3 separate regions of the Gossypium hirsutum genome follow, and regions 2 and 3 are each linked to region 1. A link is a contact called in public Hi-C data. All regions are on one chromosome and are shown on one strand. Each heading gives the region's core, a stretch centred on a gene start, on an enhancer-like site or on the middle of the called end of the contact. The rest is flanking DNA. Distances are from core to core; before and after follow the strand shown.

The links. A called contact is a pair of places that touch in the nucleus more often than the background predicts.
Region 2: a contact with region 1 is called in a Hi-C map of hypocotyl, with 4 times the contacts expected there. The contact joins the promoter of LOC107910243 here to the promoter of LOC107908329 in region 1. A contact is called at or near these places in 4 of 34 Hi-C or Micro-C datasets (hypocotyl and leaf).
Region 3: a contact with region 1 is called in a Hi-C map of hypocotyl, with 1.9 times the contacts expected there. The contact joins the promoter of LOC107910242 here to the promoter of LOC107908329 in region 1. A contact is called at or near these places in 6 of 34 Hi-C or Micro-C datasets (callus, hypocotyl and leaf).

The regions. Positions count from the first base shown.
Region 1 is chrD02:14,710,314-14,714,165 of Gossypium_hirsutum_v2.1, forward strand. LOC107908329 reads right to left here and starts at 1,717. Exons shown (of 4, transcript XM_016835525.2): 1 at 1,401-1,717; 2 at 1,230-1,312; 3 at 952-1,151. The coding sequence starts at 1,287.
Region 2 is chrD02:14,925,734-14,929,585 of Gossypium_hirsutum_v2.1, forward strand. LOC107910243 (GEM-like protein 1) reads left to right here and starts at 1,859. Exons shown (of 4, transcript XM_016838030.2): 1 at 1,859-2,435; 2 at 2,517-2,618; 3 at 2,931-3,202. The coding sequence starts at 2,147.
Region 3 is chrD02:14,894,321-14,898,172 of Gossypium_hirsutum_v2.1, forward strand. It overlaps LOC107910242 (RING-H2 finger protein ATL11), which reads left to right and starts at 1,864. Exons shown (of 1, transcript XM_016838029.2): 1 at 1,864-3,472. The coding sequence starts at 2,103. The coding sequence ends at 3,353.

The DNA of each region.
Region 1 (3,852 bases), core at 467-2,966:
TTGACCTTATTTAGTTCTTTTTAATGGTATGAATTAAATTAATTCATTTAATAATAGAGAGACTAATTTGATTAGGTCTCTATAATTAAGAGATTTCTAGATACATTCACCTTTTTTTCCTTTGTTACTAGGGTTTTCCCTCAAGTCATTGAAACTAATAATATAATACTTTACCAATCCTTAAACTATCCATAAACCTCACAATCCTCGAGTTGAAAACTGAACTAAAATTCAATCGGTCTCCTATAAATATTATTTTTAACGGTAAACTACATAGATAGTCACCTAACTTTTAAAAATTTTCATTTTAGACATTCAAAAGAAAAAAAAATTCAAAATGGCGGGCACTCACATTACAAAATTTATTTATTTTGATCACTTTGGTTAAAATAGTAAATTCGCATTTCAACTAATTTTTTTTCCACCTTGGATATTAATATCCGTTTTATTATTTTGCATTCAAGTGATTTATTTTCATTTTAATCACTAAAAAAAAGACCCTAAACCCTAACATTTTGGGAACATCTTGAATGTTAAAGCTTCTTTTTATCTGTTGCAACAAATCAAGAAGGGAAAACAAATGGTAATTTTTACACCACATTTTCAAGATTGGTGAGCTTAGGATGAAAATCCCAACTAAATATCTGTGTTGAAGGCTTTAGGGGTATTTTACTAGTTTAAATTTGCAACAGAAGACTTTGGTTAAAAAAGGGGTATTTTAATGCAAAATAATCAATGCCATGTTTGCAATTTTAATAAAATAAACAAATTTCATAAGGTGAGTATCCATTTGGTAAATATTTTTTTTTAAGTGCCTAAAATAAAAGGTATCTCTAGTGATAATTTTTTTTTTCTTTTTGGATGTATTATCTAGAATTTATGCCAGTGATAAAATATTAAAAATGCTGAAAAGAAAAAGGGATTAGGTAAATAGCAATGAAAGCAAAATACCTTGTCAATGAGATCCCCAGCTAAGCGTGCACCGTCAGCTGTATTTTGAGCCATATCTTCAAGAAATTGAAGGGCATTTTTAAGTCTGCCTTCCGGCAGATGATTTCCGATATCATCCGCCACTTCCTCCACTTGTCCCGCCACTTTTTCCACAATATCCGTCACCTCTTCTGCTTTATCTATTATTGTTTCAACTTCGTCTGTACATATATACTACTTAACCTCAAAATATGTTGATGAGATATGGAAATGCAATTTGAATAACTTATGATCCATACCTTTCAGTTTTAACAATGGCCCCCATTTGCTCCTCCAAAAGGGTAGGATTATACTCATCACAAGTCCCACAACCCATAGTTTCCTGCTCAAAAACTCACTCTCAAATACATCATTTCTTTCCTTGTTTATTTGTAAAAAGAAAAGAAAAAAAAAAGGTAGATAAGACTAACCAGGAACCAGGTTGTTGACCCTGTCTGTATTTAGCAACCTAAGACCGATGCCCGGCGGTTGCAGATTGTGGTTCCGTAGAATCTGATGATTTTTGGCCTTGTGTATTGAATTTGATATCACCAAGAAATGGCTAAAACGTATAATGGGAGGCTGGAGTTTGCAGGAATATGGCATTTGAAGTTTGCATGGAAAGATGGATGCTGAAGTAGTCGCCATAAATGTCTGGGAATGAAATGAAGTAAAGGTATGTGAAAATGAGAAAAATTCAGAGAGGGTTTTGTTGAATAAATTATAGCGCGTAGGAATGGCAGCTAGAAACGATCCAAAGTATGTTTTAGGTGGGTTAGGAAGAAAGGTAAATATTATAAATTTGATTAAAGTCAATGAACCCTAGTCCTGGTTAAGGCCATATGTTGAATTTCCTTACAAGTTTCCTCCTAACTGCTATTTCTAGTTCGTTTGTTTGATTTTCTTCAAGGAATAACGTCTTTTAATTTATTGGAATTTGTCAAATATCATATCTAAATGCACTACAAGTTATCATCAACCTATCAACTTGTATTGTAGATCCGGTCGGGGATGAATTTTTTATTTTTCTTAAAAACAATATACACAAATAAAATTCAGATACGAGTGTAGAACTAAAATGGTTTTACAATTTTACATGATTTTTTATACAATCAATTTTTTTTAACATTTATTTATATATTTAATTTTTTTCACTTATAAGACACTCGTTGTATCTTCAATCCGCTTGTGAAAAACTCCCGAGATAATTATAAATTAGTCATTTCCCACCAAATTGACACCATTTTTATATTCTAAGCCCAACTAGTTTCAATAGATGGGTTTTCCGATTTAGGCCTACTTTAACAAAATTCTCGTATCAATTCAATCAATAATAAAAAAACCAAAAGAAGCTTCAACCAGTTTGATCCATGTTTTGGATTTTTTTTAAAATTAGGCCCAAATGTTGGACTTCCTTTCCATTTTAAAATTTGGCCCAACTGCTCAAACCCATTAAAGATTAAAATGGTTCAAACCCAATAAAGTTGTTTTTTATTTTGATTTTTTTTAAAAAAAATAATGTTTGTTGTTTGATGTAGTGTAAAGCATTCTTTTGTCCTCCTTTAGCTGATATTCTGATACATCTTGTAAATTATAATTGGATTTTTACTTTTTTCTTTTTGTTGATTTAGAGGAAAAATCTTACATAATTTTTAATTTACAAATACAAAAATGGAGTGTTTTTTTTAAACAAAATGGAGATATGTTAAAGTCAAGAATCTAATTGTTCAAACATAATTGAATTACATTAATTATGTTTTTTTAATTATCATTTGGATTTGAATTATATAAAAAGATTTATTTATTTATTATTTGGGTACTATTAAATAGCTTATTGAATTAAAAAATAATCATCTTATTAATTAGACCATCGAAGCATAATTATATATTTATATATATTAATTTTTTATGTATAAATTTATATTTTAAATATAAAACATTATTCCTTTATAATAAATTTACAAATTCTAAATTTATTAAAATAAAATTACCATTAAGATGAAATAACTTTTTTTTTGAAGACAATTTTAAAAATATGTCTTATTTGAAAAATTGAAGTTGATTGGCATAACATATATGGTTAACATTATTAATTTATTCAATTACTATTGCAATTAATATAATAAATTATCAATTAATTCAATACTATTAATAATCTAATACTATAAATTTATTCAATTAGCAATATACATTTTGTAAGGATTTTGATTATGTATAATTCCAAAAATTGGGTTGGAATGAATTAAGTTAGTGAAAAGAGTGGTCACCTCTTGATTTTGAATTAAGATTTTGGAAATTTTGTAAAGTAATTTAGTTTGGTTTAGTGGTTAAAAGCTCTGGATGTGTGTTTAAGGTTTTGTATTCAAATCCCTTTTTTGGAATTTTTATTGTTTTTGTCTTGACCTCTATTTCCAATCAACTAATGTCAAGAATGAGCCTGTTAGTTTGGTAGTAAGGTATTTATTAATTTGCCTATTTGTCTTGTGTTTGAATCTTTGTGAAAGTAATAAGGAAATATTTTACATTTTCTTTCTTTTTCTTGAAAATAACTTAATTTTATTTTTTTAAAGCTTTTAATTAAATTCTTGTTTTTCTCGCGTTTTTCTCTTCCTTCCCCACAAAACTGTTTCGGTTCTCTGCTTCTCTACGTTTTCTATCCTTTTTATTTCATTTTTTTGCTTTCTGGATTCAAATCTTGATGCGGGTGTGGCGAATTTGTTATTCGTTATCCTTATGGAACACTTTATTTCCGTTGGGTAAGGGTTTAATGTCTTCCATCGTTAGTTAATAACCTCTTTTGCTGTTGGATACCGAATTTGAGTCATAAGGGTTAAACTCTATTTTGGGTAATTGGTTTGATTGTTTGATGTGATTCTAAGAAAG
Region 2 (3,852 bases), core at 609-3,108, 220 kb after region 1:
ATTATAATGTATCATTATTTTGAATTCAATATATATTGCTATTATTTCGATTTATCACACTTTTTTATATTTTAGGTAATTTCAACATGATTTGTATATATTCTTTGATATTCCTATTTTGTAATATATTTTAGAAATTCACTTTACATATTTATATATCTTAAAGATTTATATGAAAATGTTTTTATACAATACTATTTTATATATACATATATAATTTGTAATAAATTATTTTTATTCTATATATTATTGATTTCATATTATTTCAGCTATTACCTTTAAATTCTCTCTTAAATAGGTTTATGTATTTTCTTTCGAATTCATTTATTGTTTATCATTCATTAGTGTATGTTTTATTTACGAATTATCGCTCCATGTTGTATATTATCATCTATCGCATTCTATTCGCTTAAAAGGCTATGTTCGATATCATTCAAGCATCAAAATCATTTTATTCAAAACTTTCCAAAATAAAAATAATGCTCATATTTAGGATTTTCAAAAAAATTGAGCCCTGACGTATTGGGTTCCGATTTTCTTCGTTAAATCTAATAATCGAGAATTGCTCTTTGATCAAAATAAAAATGAAAAAGCTTGTTGTTGGGAATTTAATATGTTGTGTCCTAACGCATTGAATGTGACGTATTGATTTCTCGAGACAAAGATTTTTTAAAATATATATATTAATAAAGGAAATATTTAATGTTTGGGATGTTGAGAAATTGTGCCCTAACGTATTGGGCTGCGCTTTCGTCATAAATCTTAAACACTTGAATATTCTTTTAAATTTTATCACACAAATCTTTTGGACAAACTCATCTTGAAAAAAAAATATCGTACCCTAACGCATTGGGTGTGACATTTTCTTTTTCAAAACGAGAGAGTTTTAATAAGTAACTTAATTTAATTAAGGATCGTATTTTTCAACTCTCGACATTAAGACATTTATTAATCAACTTGGTACCAATTTTTGGGCGTTACGGGGGTGCTAATCCTTCATCGTACGTAACTGACTCCCGAACCCATTTTTTTCTAAAAACTCGTAGACCAAAGTCATTTTTAGGTGATCCAATCACACCTTAATAAAAGATTGGCGGTGACTCCAATTTTCGTCGACAACTAATTTTTGTTTTTTTTCCCAAAAATAAAAATAGTTTCGACACTTAGGTTAATAATTATATAATCTATAGGGCGTTGAATTCTTATTCTAATTTCTTTCTTTATTCTTTTACAAAGTTGCATATAGATTCAAAAAATTATGCAACCATATTTTTATGATATCATAGTGCTATTTAATGTGTTTTTATATTTATTAAGCATTCTATTACATACGAATATTTAAGGAAATTATATATTTAAAATATGAATATTAGTTTTAAAAATAATATATAATAAATAATAAAATATATGATTTGAAACTAATTAATAATAACATATGAAATATGAACGATATTAAAATGAAAAAAATAGATTAATTTGTGAGTAAAATAAAATTTAAACACAAATATTTTATATTAAGAATATCAAATGTATTGCAATTATTTATTATGATGTTATCATCAATCTTTAGTCAATGTGAAGTTAACTTGTAACACCAACTTAATCAATAATATCATCAATATATAAAAAATATATAATATAGTAAAAAATGTGAATATCATAATAAAATAAAGATTTAATTTAGTGGCAAGTTTAATGTTTTATTAATATAAATAATGCAAGTTTAAATCTGTGAATTTTAAAATTTTTTTTAAATAATAGAATAGATGTGAGGTAATAAAATAGTACAAGAATATAGATTTATTACCATACAACTTAATCCGACAAATCCCCAAGAATCTTAGTTATAAACGGGCTTAGTACAATGTTTGGGCTCAAGTTGAAAGGCGAAGCGAAAATCTAGGAGGTATAAGGCCTACCGAGTCGGCCGTTACCGGATATTATTATGTCGCTTGTCCTGTCGTGTGGCCATCTGCCAATTGCCGGCTGCTCCTTCCAATTTCAAATTCAAACTTCAAACCAAAACTTAACGTAACCAAATTCAATCCCACGACGAATCAATCCTACAATATTCCTTCACGATTTGACCCCTTAAAATATTTTCCATTTCTGTTTCTTCTGATCCCAACACCCATATATATAAATCATGAGCCAGCCAGCGTCCGATCCTAATAACATCTCCGAAGCCAAACAGTCCACAACATCCTCAGACTCAAACCGAGTGCCGCCCCTCTCTTCCGATTACGCTCCGTACCCGAAATTAGACCCCAAGGACGTCGCTCCTCCACCGGAGAATTGGACTAACGTTTCCATGGGTTCCCAGTCGCAGCCTAATCAAGGGCCGGCGACGTTCTCTGGCAGCGCTGCTACCACCATGCCGGATGAGTCGAATCCTTACGTTTCTCCTGCTCCGGTTCGATCATCTTCCGTCAAGAGTAACCCACTTGCTTCATCTTCTACTAAATTTATTCTTTTTATTTGAATACCATTCATATTTAAGCCCTTTCGTTTAGCAGATAAGATGGGAGCAGTGAAAGAGGTGTTAGGGAAATTGGGAAAGAAAGCGGCGGAGGATACTAAGAAGGCAAAAGAGATAGCTGGGAACATGTGGCAACATTGTAATTATTTCTCTTTATTGACCACCCTTGGTTCCCCTGCACGATAGACTCAGTGACTCTTGAATTTTTAATATGAATTTTAGGTAGTGTTTGAAGTTGGATTTCAAAAATAGTGTAAATCATGGATAAATATATGTAAATATCAGATTAGTTTTCAAAATTATGGATTTGTTGAATATCTATTTAATAGTTTATAAATTTCAAATGTATAGCATTAGGGTATTCTCAATACACGATATCAATTGATTGGATTATATTATATGAAGTATTCATGATTAGTAAGTTTATGGGGTTTTTTTTTTGTTGCAACAGTGAAAACTGGGCCAAGTTTTGCTGATGCTGCTGTAGGAAGAATTGCTCAGGGTACCAAAGTTCTTGCAGAAGGTGGTTATGACAAGATTTTTCGAACAACATTTGAGACTGCTCCTGAGGAACAGCTTCTGAAGACTTATGCATGTTACTTGTCCACCTCGGCTGGTCCTGTTATGGGAGTTTTATATTTGTCAAGTCAAAAGCTTGCTTTTTGTAGCGACAATCCTCTGTCTTACCAAGTTGGTGCTCAGACTCAATGGAGCTACTATAAGGTATAAGAGCTTATATTATGCGTTTCAGTTGGTCAAGTCATTGCATCTGTGTCTAATTGGTTAGGGTTGAGTGTAGACTGATGTTGGTGCTGAGTTTTTTTTTAGATTTTACATTCCCAGGCAGTTCCATATATCACTAAAAGGACATGAATTATGAATTTATTTTCCCTTTCTTGATTACTTGTTTTGAAATTACCATATCGTGGGATCAGTGCTTGATGATTCTATTTCTATCATCTATGTGGTTCCACTAAAAGTTGCTCATCCCGGATGCTTTGTTAGATTAAAGCTTTGCTTTTAAAAAAGCATCTGCAGTTATGACTTATGACCTGTTCGAGTTATTTGCTAAAGTTTTGTAGTCCCTTGTTTCATAAGGTCTTCATCATCTTTGATTTGTTCTTTTTCCTGCTTGGTTACCGTAGTGCTAGTTTTTTAGTTAGTGCTTTTGTAGTTAAAGCTGTGTTTGCTTAAACTTATTAATAAGGAGAAGTTGGTAACGGAATATATAAGGCTATTGAAATGAGTTGTAAAATAAGTGATTTTTCTGAGGTAGTTTATGTACCCCATCTTAGTAGGAATGTTAGATATTCCGTAACTTGTGTTTTGTTTCTCCCTTTCCAATATCCTTCAGTGACAAAATCCAGATATAG
Region 3 (3,852 bases), core at 614-3,113, 180 kb after region 1:
ATGCTTAGGCGGCATGTTACACGTCTATATTAGCCACAACCTTTAGGGAACTGCTCCAACCATGTATGTAAGATGAACAACCCTGAGATCTTGTCGTCCGGAGGAACTACTCCAAGGTAATCGTTGCACACATTAGTCAAGGGCGGTCCAGTATCCCTTGCTATGGTCAATCCATCAATGGGTAACCTGAGAATGAAATAAACATCTTGGAGGTTGATAGTACACTACCCTAATGGTAGGCGAAAAGTATGCGTCTCTAGTCACCACCGTTTGGTCAAAGCAGCAGTCAACTCTGAGGAAATTGTGCACGCCAAGACATACCTGAATTGGCAACGTTCATGCATTCAAAAATTAATTTATTTAGCATTTTCTATAAAATAATTATTTATTTAACATAATAACAATAAACCTTAACCTAAAATTTCTATAACTAAAAAACTTAAATAACAATAAACATATCATTTAATAAAAACAATAAATTATCTAACATAAAAATACATTACCTTAAATTAAAATTTAAACATGAAAATTTATATAGCAATAAATATGGAAAATTGCTATAGCGTGATGATGATTTATTTCTCATATTATTTTCGTAAAACTAAATCCATATTATTCATGTAAATAATATTTTTAGTATTATTGTAGAAAAAAAGGAGTAGATATTATTGCCGGCCTTGTGTGTGCCGATAAATCTAGTGATGTAGCCTGAGTAGGGGCGGACATCTTTCACCATCCTTTATCTTATTTTTAAGCAATAAAAAAGACAATGCTCATCAACAATGGAAATAGTAATAATCAATGTCTTCATTAATTGTAGGAGCAGACAATTTTCTTTTTAATCAAATAAAAACTCTGTTAGTAAACAGTAACACCTGAGAAATTATATTAAATCAAGATGAATAATTAATTGGCTTTCTTTTGTAATCATTATTTCTTTAGTGCCTTAAAATTTCAGCTTATTCGCTTTAGACATTAAAATGTTTTGTTGAATCGGATAAGTTGGAATTCGAGTAAAAGCATAAAGAGATAAGTGAACGAAAGTGACTGGAGGCTTGCACTTTATTGTCTATGGAAAAAATCTAGTCAACTCATAAATTATATACCATATCATATCCATTTTAATTAAATAGTTTGAATTTGTAAATTCTGGAAAAATGAATTCCATAGAGGCAATTTCTCTGTTTGCAAGGGGAGAAAGTTACAAAGAGACTAGTTTTATGATTATTTACAGTAATAGTTGTTAGAATTGAAGAGGTAACTTGGTACTCACGTTAACTCTCTTAAATTATATCTTCCATCCAAGTGATGCTACGAAAACGACTTCAATGAATTATCAATCCCTGTTAACAGTCAAACAACTCAAATTAAGAGTGATTTCTTTTTTAATGGAGTGTTGAAATGTAGTACATTAAATTTCATGATCAAACCTAGGCACCCATTTTATTATTCATATAATATAAAAATATTTTATTATTTATACAATAAAATATGTTTATTGGTGACTTCTAGATACAATCGCACAAATAAACAAAATTATCTAACCACCACAGAGGAACCACCCCTTTCCTTGGCTTAAAACTCACATTTTATTCCCTCTTACACCTTCTTAAAATTGCACCTTATAATACTCATATGTAAACCTTTTTTTAATATTCTTTTGTTTTATATAAATTTTTATGTCTTCATTTTTTTTAATAAATGAAATTACTTGATAATTTTCTTTTATTTCTATCCAATATTTTAAAAACATAGTTAAAATCAAAACTCAAACCCCTCTCTCATGGAATACGTAATCGTTTACTTTGAATCAGACGCGCATTCCATTGCGCGTGCACAAACAAGTTTCTTCTCCGTTTTATACCCCTGCCACATAACAACATACCGTATTTTTTCCTTTGTTTTTTGCTCTCTTTTCTTAGCCTTTGTGTGTTAGTGCTAAACTTTTTCTTTTTCTGCCTAAAAACTTTGCTTTGCTTTTGAGCAACACGAAAATCATTAAAAATCAGTCACAGCTAAATCTCACTACTGTTTCATAAAACTCATGAGCAGCAACAAAATCAACGCTCCAACTGCTGCTGTCTACATCAATTCAATACCAGATGAATCGAAAAGATCATAGCCTTTTATTTCTTCCACTTTTCAGGCTCAACCATGGCAATGGCAACGACAAATCACTTCTTTTCTTTCTCTGTTTCGCCCTCTCCTTCTCCTTGTCAACAGCGCAAAGCCAAACGCCCGCAGGTCCGCCGCCACCACCGTCCTATCCCAACTCCTCGGGACCGGCTGGAAACCAATTCAATCCATCGATGGCGATCGTCATGGTGGTTTTGGTGACGGCGTTCTTCGTCATGGGATTTTTTTCGGTTTACGTCAGGCAGTGCACCGAAAGGAGGACGCGAGGCGGGAACTGGGACGCCGCCATGAATTTTGGGCGGCGGTCAAGGAGGTCGATTCGTGGTCTGGATTCGTCGGTGATCGAATCATTCCCGACGTTTCTTTACTCGACTGTCAAAGGACTGAAGATCGGAAAAGACACGCTTGAGTGCGCCGTTTGCTTAAACGAGTTTGAAGACGACGAAACGCTGCGTATGATTCCTATATGTAACCACGTGTTTCATCCCGATTGCATCGATGCTTGGCTCTCTTCTCATTCCACGTGCCCCGTTTGCCGTGCCAATTTGGCTCCAATGCCCGGCGACACGACCACCTGCGCCACCGCCCAAATAAACGATTCGGACTCCGAGACCGAAAACAATAACACAAGCGATGAAACCGGTCATCTTGATGTGGTTAATAGGGCAAGGGACATAGAATCGCCGGAGGTGAATTTGATAAACTCAAACACGGCAAATAATCAGAACAGGCAGCAAAGGTCACTGTCGACGGGGTGGATGTTGACCCGGTTGTTTCCCCGGTCTCACTCGACGGGTCACTCGTTGGTGCAGCCGGGCGAGAATTGTGAGCGGTTTACGCTAAGGTTGCCAGAGGATGTACGGACCCAATTGATGAACTCGAGTTTGAGCCGTACTAAAAGTTGCGTGGCGTTCCCCAGAGCGAGGAGTTCGAAGAGGGGTTATAGGAGTAGGAGTTTAGGGAGGAATTATTATAACTACGAGAGGTTCGACAGGCCGGATCGGTGGGGGTTCACTATGACTCCGCCGTTTTTTTCTAGGATCGGATCGGTTAAATCACCGAAACCGGCGGTTTGTGGTGGCGATGAGGGGTCGGCTACTCCGCCGAAGGGTTTATATAAATCCACTAAATCGCCGTTTGATCGTTTGTTCATCGGAGGGGAGGAGAACGTAGGTGAACAATCTTCGGACAGGCTACGGTCTGAAAGTCAAGTATAATAGTTGGTGGTTCATTGGGCTTTTCTTCTTTTGTTTTGAGGTTTGAGAATTGAATTTATGTGTACATTGGGTTTTCTTTTTACTTTATTCTTTTTTATATATATATTTATTTTAAGAAATTCAATTTAATGCATTTATAAATTATAAAAAAATCAAATCAAATAATTTCTTAAAAGAGATGATATCCACTTCATACTTTGTATTTTTTAAAGAGTTAAAGAGGATTTATATTCAATATAGTAAGAGTATGTGTAAAATAGATTTCTTCTTTAATTTTTTTTATAATACATGAAATTATACATTCAACTTATCAAATATTAATTCAAAATAAAAAAATTATTTTTTAAGCATAAGGTAATCTTTGATTTATATTTTGGTGGTGTGACTTAAGTTAGACAAAACTTTAAATATAGTGTAGATTTTAATTTTTCTTTCTAGGCATAGCTCAAAGGCCTTTTCGTTTTCTTTTTTTCCTTTTCGAAGTTGTTAAAATTTAAAA